Linked DNA regions of Mus musculus: region 1 is linked to region 2. The links are chromatin contacts, called in public promoter capture Hi-C maps. All regions are on one chromosome and are shown on one strand. Each heading gives the region's core, a stretch centred on a gene start, on an enhancer-like site or on the middle of the called end of the contact. The rest is flanking DNA. Distances are from core to core; before and after follow the strand shown.

Region 1 (4,820 bases), core at 545-3,044, 310 kb before region 2:
TTTTCCTGGTTATAAAAGTGAGAGCAGAATTTCTGCAAAGAATCCCATGACCCAGAAGCCATGCCTTGCTTGAGACAGCCCCACACATTCCGCATTCAAAGGGGAGAGAGCTTAGGGGTGGAGTTTTGTATCATTGCTCAAATTTAGATGAGAGGGAAGTTGGGCCAAGTAATCCTCCCTGACAGGAAAGAAGCCAGGAGTGTCACTAATGTACCCTTTCATGGGTAGACATTCCTGATGCTCCCCAAAACTCATCTCAGACTTTCAGGGACAGGGGACAGAAAGAGATGGAGAGGGTGAGAGGGTGTGTGTGTGTGTGTGTGCGCGCGCATCTGCTTGTACGGTGTGGCCAACTACATTCCTAGATCCAGCCAGGCCTTTTTAGGCAATCCTATCTGAGAATTTTCAATTTCAAGAGCCTCAAGTTCAAACAAGTTTGGTTGAACATCTGAAAGAGCCCGGAGTCCTGGCTTAAGGAGTGTGTGCTGTGAGCCTCTGCTTTTCAGGGAACCAAGGCCACCTCCCAGCAGCAGTGATCTGGCCAGCAGAGCCCCCAAACATTCCCCGGCTCGCCTCCAAATATGCACACTGCCCTCCCACACGCCACTCCTGGGCCCACGTCCCAGGATTCTGCTTTAGAAACACTTGTGACTGAGAGGGAACAGGCAAAGGGGAAACAGGCAAAGGAGGCAACTGTCTACCAACAGTGTCTGGTCCTCACACTCTGGGGCCTGAAGAGAAGGCAGGGACCCTGGACAAAGAGAGAGCTGTAAGAGTCAGCTGTGGTCCATCCACTTTGCCCCTGTCCTTCCCCCATGTGAAAGGCCATGAAGGAGATTAGCTTTCTAACCTGGCCACTGGGGACACAGCTAAACCTCCCTGGCACAGCAGAGCCACAACCTCCACTGTCCATGCGACACTTCTGTGGACAGCAGAAGGGAAGACACCAAGCCATGTTCACTCAGTGGAAAGGGCTTAGAGGTGCTGGGGACTAAGGTGTGACTGAGGAGCTTGTGGGGAGCCCAAGCTGGAAGAGGAGCCAGGGCAGCCACCTGCTGCTCCCCAGAGGCCCCCTCAGACCTCAGGCACTGCCAGCTAGCCTTGCCCACGGGCCTGCCCTAGAGGAGGGAGTGGAACCGCCTGAAGCCGTTCCTTGAGAAGCCCTTCCCCTCCCGCTCCAGTCTCCCCAACAGCTAGGTGGTTCCATGTATATTCTTTGGTTGGTGGTTCAATCTCCGGGAACTCCAGGGGGAGGGGGGAATCTGGCCTGTTGACACTGTTGCTGGCACCCTCAACCGAATGCCCTGCACCCAGAGTTTCTTCCTTTTACTCAGGCTTCTCTTTAGCCAGATACAAAGCTCTAGTGGGCTCTGTTTGCAAGGCCTGGAGGGAGCCCTGGCCCAATGAGAGGGGTCATACTTTGGTAGCCTTGACAGCCTTACTAGGTGGGACATTGGCCTGCTAGGTTCTACAAAACTAGGTTTCTGCAGCAGATGCCAAGTGGGCACCAGGGTCAATAGAGACACTGCTTGGAGTCCCTGAGACAGAAGTGAGCCAGAAGGCTGGGGTGCACCCTGGGCATAGGGGACACTCATCATAAGTCAGGGGAGCCCATGAAGGACCCCCTTGGATGCATCCTGGGCCTGCCCACCACACCAGTACTGACTCATGCGTACTCAGAGCACGGACCTCAGAAGTGTACAAGGGGTTTGGCCCTCCTGTGCTTAGCTGCTTCTGGATCTCCAGAAGGAGGGTCCCTCTGCTTTCCACACCCTGCCACACAGGCCTGCGGTCAGCTTGGAACCTCTGATGTTTACTTTGTTCTTTCCCAAGTTCAAAAGGAGCTCACAGCCCTGCACACCAAGCCAGCCCTAATCTCCTGCTCCGCTCCCAGCTGGCCAGTTAAGGCGGCTAAGACTCGGGATTAGGGGTAGCTTTACAGAACAACCCAGGAGCCAAAGCCCTCCTCTCCTGGGATGGCCAGAGACTCCTTTTCATCTTCACGCCTCACAAGGCCCCTTCCCCTCCCTTAAACAGCTAGCTCTCTAACAGCCAAGAGGCAATGAGCTTGACCAACAGAAAGACAAAGATGACATTCAGGAACCAGTTTTTTCCCCTGGCCAGGAGCATAGAGGGATGTCACAACCTAGGCCCAGCAGGTGTATAACTAGGGCTCAGAAGCATCTGCCCTTGGCAGCTTGCCATGCACAGCTATAACCCTGCCCTAGTGTGGGTGGGCTTGGGCCATGGCACTAGGAATGGCAGGAGAGCCCCTGGTGGGTACTGGGTCCAGGGTCCTTCCAAGGGTCTGAAAGGGCAGACAGGGTCCTTGCTCTCCTGGGCTGCTCAACGTTGGCCAGGCTCTCCTTCCATGGTGAGTAACAGGCAGATGAAGCCCTCTCTATTGCTGGTCATAGTCATGGGAGGTCAGCTGAGTCACGTGGGCAGCTGCAAAGCATCTATGCATCAAGGCACAGGCTCTGCCGGAAACAAACCAGCAGGCGAGAGGTTGGGTTTGTGCCACTCTCCCTAGCTCTACAGCAAGGCGTTTCTGCTGGAGAAAGGAGGGTTCTTGCATAAGGGACAGGAGAAGAGAGGGCAGAGGCCAGATACTCACTCACTATGACTGACACCACGACAGGGGGTTAGCCCTGTGATGGCCTTCTTGAAGTCTGATAGCCCCTGAGCACAGGGTGTGGATGTAACCCTGAGTGCTGAGAAGGGTTCCTCATCCCCTGCTTACACCCTCTGAGCTCTGTGGGCCTTTCCCTGACCCTAGTGCCATACATAGGCAGAGCTACTGAAACCCACATACCTTCTAGGGGGAAGTCGTCCTCGTCCTCCTCACCGAGAGCCTCTCTAGAAGTGTCACCCACGAGTTCCTGGGGAAGACAGAGCAGCAGGTTACAAGACAGTGGGGGGTGTGGGGTGCAGTAGGAACCAACCTGGCTAGACTGCACAGGTGGTGGTAAGGACACAGGGCTGAGCAGATGAGACAGGACCTAGTCATATGATAATGCAAGTGGCTTCTCGGTGCACAGCACCCTGGGAAGAGCTGCCCAGGACCTACAGAGGCCAATTCCATGCCCCCACTGGAACGCCAGGTAAGGTCAGTGTCCCTTGTCCTTCCCGTCCAGCCAACTTCACAGCCACAGACTCAGCAAGGCTCCAAAGAGAGACCTCAGTCTAGATTCTTCCTCCAAACAAGGTGGGGCCCTCTGCACTCTCTTCTCTAATCAATCTGTTACCCTCAAGGCCAAAGCGCCAATGCCCTGGGCCTGCATGCTGTGGCCCCAGTGGTCTTCACTAGGACCTCCGTATCTTGTCCACACCCCATCATCCCAGACGTTAATCTGATCTTGGCACGTGCCTGGTCTATCCCCTCAATGAGCTGTTGATTTGGGATCCAACATGGCCGGGGTCCTTCCCACAGCCTTGTCAAGCTGCCATTCAGATCCTGTCATACTGGCAAAGGGAATGTTGCTGTCCTACAGGCTTGGAAAGGTCTGAGACGCCAAGGGACGACCGCTCCAACTATCCTGACTCGTCCCAGAAGAATAGATACAGAAAGAATTAGACTGTAGCTTACTAAATGACTAGTTTTTGGTACTCAGCCAAAAGTTTCCAAGCCTAAGATTATTTAGATAAAGTTAAATAAGACCTTTAATGCAAGACTTCCCGGGGCCTTCACTGCAGTCAGCAACACGTGAATCTCCATTGCCGTATACTGCAGTGTGGGGCTCACATCCCAAGGACCACATTGCCAACATTAGGAAAATACTTGGAAAATAAAGAGCTCGGGGATGGGCACGCCATATTCTATTTCCTAATGTGGTTGGTGTGACGACGCTTCTAAATCCCAGCAAATGGTAAGAGCTAAAAAGCCCAAACACGGCAGCTGCTACCAGAGCCTCATTGTGACAACAAAAACCTTTGCATTGGCAAAGCTTCCACAGAATACAAACTACCCAAACTCTGCACTTCAGATGTTTAAAGAACATCCAGGCTTGTTCTGACAAGGCACAGAAAGGGATGCTGCACAGAGCGGGTTGCTCAATGGTTAGAGCAACAGGGTGGCTTCCAGCCTCAACTGTCGTTTTAGAGACAAAAAGCTCTCTGTTTGCATGTAGCTCTCTAGACCATTCTAGGCACTACACTCCTTCTTCAAGGTAGTTGAAGCATGGCTGTGCCTGCCCTGGTGCCCCATTTACTAAAACCCTAGTGACTTTCTTCACACCCCTTCTTGTCAATTATCATAATCACTGAACATTTCCCAGGCTTGTAATCTGGCTGTTTGTGTTAACAGGACCAGCGTTGACAGGGAATCTGCAGACACTGACAGGAAAGGGACACACACAGGTGGCATCATCAGATGGCGGGGACGCCCCAGCAGCCAATTAAAGTCCAACTTTCATGCCACAGAGACTGCTGCCATCTCTTCAGTCCTAAACTGCTGGCAGGCAGTGCTTGCAATAGGAGCAGGCAGCAGGCTTTAAGGGGACAAAGGCCCTTCACGCTGGGTCCTCTAGGAAAGAGTGGTCTCAGCACTGACCTCAGTAGCCCTCATAGCACCACAGCAAGGATGCTGACAATGACGAGCCTTTGAGGTCCTGGGACTTTCTATTGGTGTTACTGCCACATCACCCCAACGGAGCAGCCAAGGAAGCCATGCACTGATGCTGTACACCAGCCAGCACGGCCGTGAGTGACAGGCACAGCAAACCCGCAGAGGACTGAGCTCACACAAAGTATATGCTCCCTAGCACACGGTGGTGCTTCCTGGGCCGCTCAGGGTCTCAGTATAGAGTGTTCGTGGTCTC
Region 2 (4,400 bases), core at 162-2,661:
TCTCTGTCCATACAGTAATGTTTCAGAACGTGGCAGAAAGGAGGAAATCCCAAAAGTTCTGAGAGGAAAAACCATCATGCCAATCTGGGATTCTTTTTTTTTTTTTTTTTTTTTTTTTTTTTTTTTTTTTATAGCCCTGGCTGTCCTGGAACTCACTTTGTAGACCAGGCTGGCGTTGAAGTCAGAAATCCGCCTGCCTCTGCTTCCAATCTGGGATTCTTAAAGACACTGAAAATGATGCTTTCGGCTTCTGAGAGACGTTTCCCAGTCAGAACTCTATATCCAGCAAAACTTCCAACTGAACACAAACGCAGAGCTCTTTCAGACATTTACAGCCTGCGCACAGGAAGCGAGATGGGCAGACACCCAGCCAAGACTTTACCAAGAGGGAAATCCAGGAAACTGAGCTGAGCTGTGGTGTGCACAAGTGAAGGCAAGCTTCAGGGGAGGAGGGGGATGTTCAGGCAAGCAAACACCTGCACTTCAAGCACACCTGCCCGAAGCCTCAGGCGACCCGGCGACTGTGACAAAACACCTGGTGCAGCTGGCTGATTTGCAAGGTTTCACACACCCACGGAGTTTAGGCTCAGGTGCTAAACTAACGCTTCTGGAAAAATAAAAACACTGAGGGTGTAGCTCACCGCAGAGCATGCGATTCCAGGTACAACACCCACGTCCCCTGCCCCACTCACTGTATTGCACAAATGGCTGATAAGAACAGCCATTTGGAGTCATAGCGACTGTGACCACTGCACTCAGGAAAATTACTCAGAGGAGGCCCCGGCGTAGAGACTTAAGGGTATTGGGAAGTCAACACTTAATTTCAAAACCTAAAACGTGAGAAGTGGCGGCAGTGGCTCACCACTTTGGAAGTGGCTCCCCTAGAAGTTGGGGGAGACATTCAGAATGCCTTGGCATCACAACACCTTCCCCTTCTCCCCAAATATATGCTTTTTTGCACCTTCTTGGCAGGGCCCAAGACCCTTGCTCTCTGCCTCACTCCAGACAGGTCTTTCCTGTCTCCTCGCCTGTGGGGACGAGGTTAAGCCTGGTACTTGGAAGCACTTGGTGTTGAAGTGGATTTTAATCTGAGAGGCCTGGCGCAACCCCCTTACGGTCCTTTGAAGAGTGCTCAAGAAAAGCCACATTCCTGGCGCCCTAAGTGCAAGCTGGAGGTACGAAGCTGAAACTGAGTGGTCAATCTTCTGAAAATGGATATTCCATTTCAAGAGGCCACTTCAGCTTTTAATCAGCTCCTCCTTCTCTTTTATTGTTAACATTAAACATTAAGACATCTTTCTAGGGGTTGAAGAGATGCCTCAGCGGTTAAGAGTGCTTACAGCTCTTGAAGGGGACCTGGATTCCTAACTCAAGATAGATGGCTCACAGCAGTCACTCCAGGTCCAGGGGATCTGATGCCCTCTTCTGGCCGCGGTGAGCATTGCATGAGCACAGTACATACAGAAACCAGCCAAAGCTCACACAGAAAAACGAAAATACATCCTTTATTTTTTAAAAGAAACAAAAGAAAGAAAAGGCACCATCTACTTGTATCCATCCTTTGGGCAGTTCCTCTGAATCCCACAACTTCCAAAAGGTTTTAAATGCTTTAAATGTTACAGGCTTTAAATGTACACACAATATAAAATGAAATTAAGTCACACAGACAGACACAGACACAGACACAGACACACACACACACACACACACACACACACACACACACACACACACACACACACACACACACACAGAGTGTGTGTTTTACACAGGTGGGTTATTTCAGATCCCTAGTTCCTTGGTTTTAAAATGGTCTTCTTAGACAAACAAGGAATTTAAAACATTTTACTTAAAAGGCAAAATGTTCCCAATTAAAAGCCAAAAATCTTGCATCTCTTAGTTAAGCTGGTCAACCCAGACTGGCTCACTATGGAATGCCAGCAAAGACTCAAGCCGCAAGACTCAAGAATGTGGCCTGAGGAGAACAGCTTTCAAACACTGTTGTGCACCAGAAGACTGTGGAATTCCTCACCACCAGATGGCTTTTGGTCCCCGCCCCCTCCCCCCAATTTAGCCTCAAAAACCACACAGCAGCTCTGGCCCTGTCTACTTCAAATAACTGGGATCCAGTTGTTCTGGTGGGGAGCCCTTCCTCCTTACCCCAAACCTGAAATGTAAGTTCAAAGCCAGCCTGGTCTACATGGTGAGTTCTGGGACAGGCAGAGCTACAAAACAACAAAAGGTGGAGTGCTTTTTTTTGTTTTGTTTTGTTTTTTTGAGACAGGGTTTCTCTGTATAGCCCTGGCTGTCCTGGCTGTCCTGAAACTCACTCTGTAGACCAGGCTGGCCTCGAACTCAGAAATTCGCCTGCCTCTACCTCCCGAGTGCTGGGATTAAAGGCGTGCACCACCACCGTCTCCCGAGTGCTGGGATTGACACTCCACCTGGTTTAAAAGGTGGAGTGTTAACAGGCAGATGGTAGAAAATGATCAAAGAATTGGCCTTCCCCCCTCCCCAGTGTTGCCCAAAGCAAGGCTCCTTTCCTTAAAAGTGGAAAATGGCAAAGGGAGTGGAGTGCTGTTCGGGATGACTCTGCTGCACTGTGACATTTAAGGAGAAGAACCAAAAGACAGGCTGGGGACTTAGCTCAGCTGTGGCGTGTCTGCCTACTATGCACAAGGGCCTGGCTTTGATTACTAGCAACAAGTTATCGGGATGTGGTGGTGCATCCCAGCATTTGAGGGGCAGCCAAGGGAACCAAAAATACAAGATCATCTTTGGATATATACCATGTTTGAAGCTAGTCTGGGCTACTTAAGATCCTGGCCTTACAACAACAACAACAACAACAACAAACAACAAAGACAAGAAACTTCCCAAAACAACTTTGGCTAAGAAAGTAATCCTGAAGCCGGTGTGGTACACACTTATAATCCTGACATGAGGAAACAAGGCAGAAAGACCAGAGTTCAAAGTCATCCTAGTGTACATAGAAAGATCTTGTGGGTAAAAAAAGGGGATTTTTACTTTCTTAGAAAACTTGGTTCAAGGGCTGGAGAGTTGGCTCAGTGGTTAAGCGCACTGACTGCTCTTGCATTCAGTTCCCAGCAACCACATGGTGGTTCACAAGTAATGGGATCTGATGCCCTCTTCTGGTGTGTCTGAAGAGAGTGACAGTATACTAATATACATAAAATAAATCTTTTTGAAAACAAGAAAAAAACCAAAACCCTGGCTCAGGAGTGTCATTCTATCAACTTTCTAAAGTCTGTGTTTAAGGTATGCTGAGAGCTCTGGGCACTGCATGGAAGTCCACTGGTGTCTTAGTGTCAGGGCATTTACCTCAATGATTTACCAAAGCAACTGCCACCGGCCAGTACAATATACAGTAAGGACTACTTCTGCACATGTGCAGACCACAGGAGAGCTGTGGTACTGTATGACCAACTGTGATAGAGGCACTCCCACACCCCAACATGTTGATATGGGAATATGCACAAAAATTAGCTTAGGCTACTGACAGTATTAAAATGTAGCTCTAGGATGACTAAGCAGGACTCGGGAGTCAAAGGAAAAAAAATCAAAACTATTTAGATATTTACCTGGATTTCTTCACAATGGAGCACACATGCACAAATTCAGTGTCTAGGTAGACTGGTGGAACTACCCTGTGTTATAATGAGCGCATCCTGTCATTTACTATGAATTTGTTCAGATACTACCGAAAAGCGTTCTTGTTTCTCCGGAGCTCTCAAGAAGTGAGCAGGAGTCTGCAGGCACAGCTGGCGTCTCCTGGCCAGTCTATCCACAGCGGGGCCACTTGACACCAATCAGCTTGGCTTTCTCAGTGGGGTCGCAGGCAAAGGACTACAACCTAGCCACTCCCTTGCACAATCCTAAAACCAGCCAATAACCCTGCCTCTCAGACCACCATTTCGGACCTTCCCTCCATCCAGTAGTACTGAGGTTCGGACCCTGGACCTCCAGCATGCTGGACAAGGCGTCCATCATCCAGCCCCATCCACAGCCCTTTTCCTCACTGCTCCGAGCCTTGCTCCACCAAACCTACAGCAGAGTAATGCAGTTCCTTACAGCTGTTAAGTTTAAGGAGCAAGATAAAACTGGGCATGGTGGGGCATGCCTTTGATCCCAGTACTTGGGAAATGGGTTCTTAATCAGTTAGGGCTACATGAGTTCCTATCTCAAACCAACCAACCAAAACCAACCCAACCCAACCAAAGAGCTGGGCCACTACTACAAATACCCAAAGGTTTCCAGCTTCGTCCTGGGTGTGGTGGAATGTCTCCCCCTGGCAGCATTTGTTAAGAACAAAGGAGTTTTGCCGTCAGCAGCAAGGAAATGTCCACTGTCTAAATGCTGCCGTATTTAGAAGTTTTCTT

Evidence for each region. Promoter capture Hi-C pulls out the DNA fragments that hold promoters and counts their contacts.
Region 1: a contact with region 2 is called in a promoter capture Hi-C map of cranial neural crest, with 2.9 times the contacts expected there. The contact joins two enhancer-like sites. A contact is called at or near these places in 4 of 39 promoter capture datasets (the C10 cell line, cranial neural crest, maxillary cranial neural crest and 1 more), 2 of 484 Hi-C or Micro-C datasets (Th1 cells and liver), 3 of 115 datasets of contacts at active chromatin or transcription factors (embryonic basal ganglia, embryonic hindbrain and large pre-B cells) and 1 of 9 other capture datasets (adipose tissue).

What each region holds. Positions count from the first base shown.
Region 1 is chr8:88,572,260-88,577,079 of GRCm38.p6, reverse strand. Nkd1 (naked cuticle 1) reads right to left here. Exons shown (of 10, transcript NM_027280.3): 4 at 2,816-2,882. Among named protein-coding and RNA genes, the nearest start is that of Nkd1, 53 kb to the right of the region's middle. Within about 2 kb of position 1,794, at least 49 of the 459 cell types and tissues checked have an H3K27ac peak or open chromatin away from gene starts, as enhancers often do.
Region 2 is chr8:88,263,357-88,267,756 of GRCm38.p6, reverse strand. No RefSeq gene overlaps it. Among named protein-coding and RNA genes, the nearest start is that of Adcy7, 29 kb to the left of the region's middle. Within about 2 kb of position 1,411, at least 43 of the 459 cell types and tissues checked have an H3K27ac peak or open chromatin away from gene starts, as enhancers often do.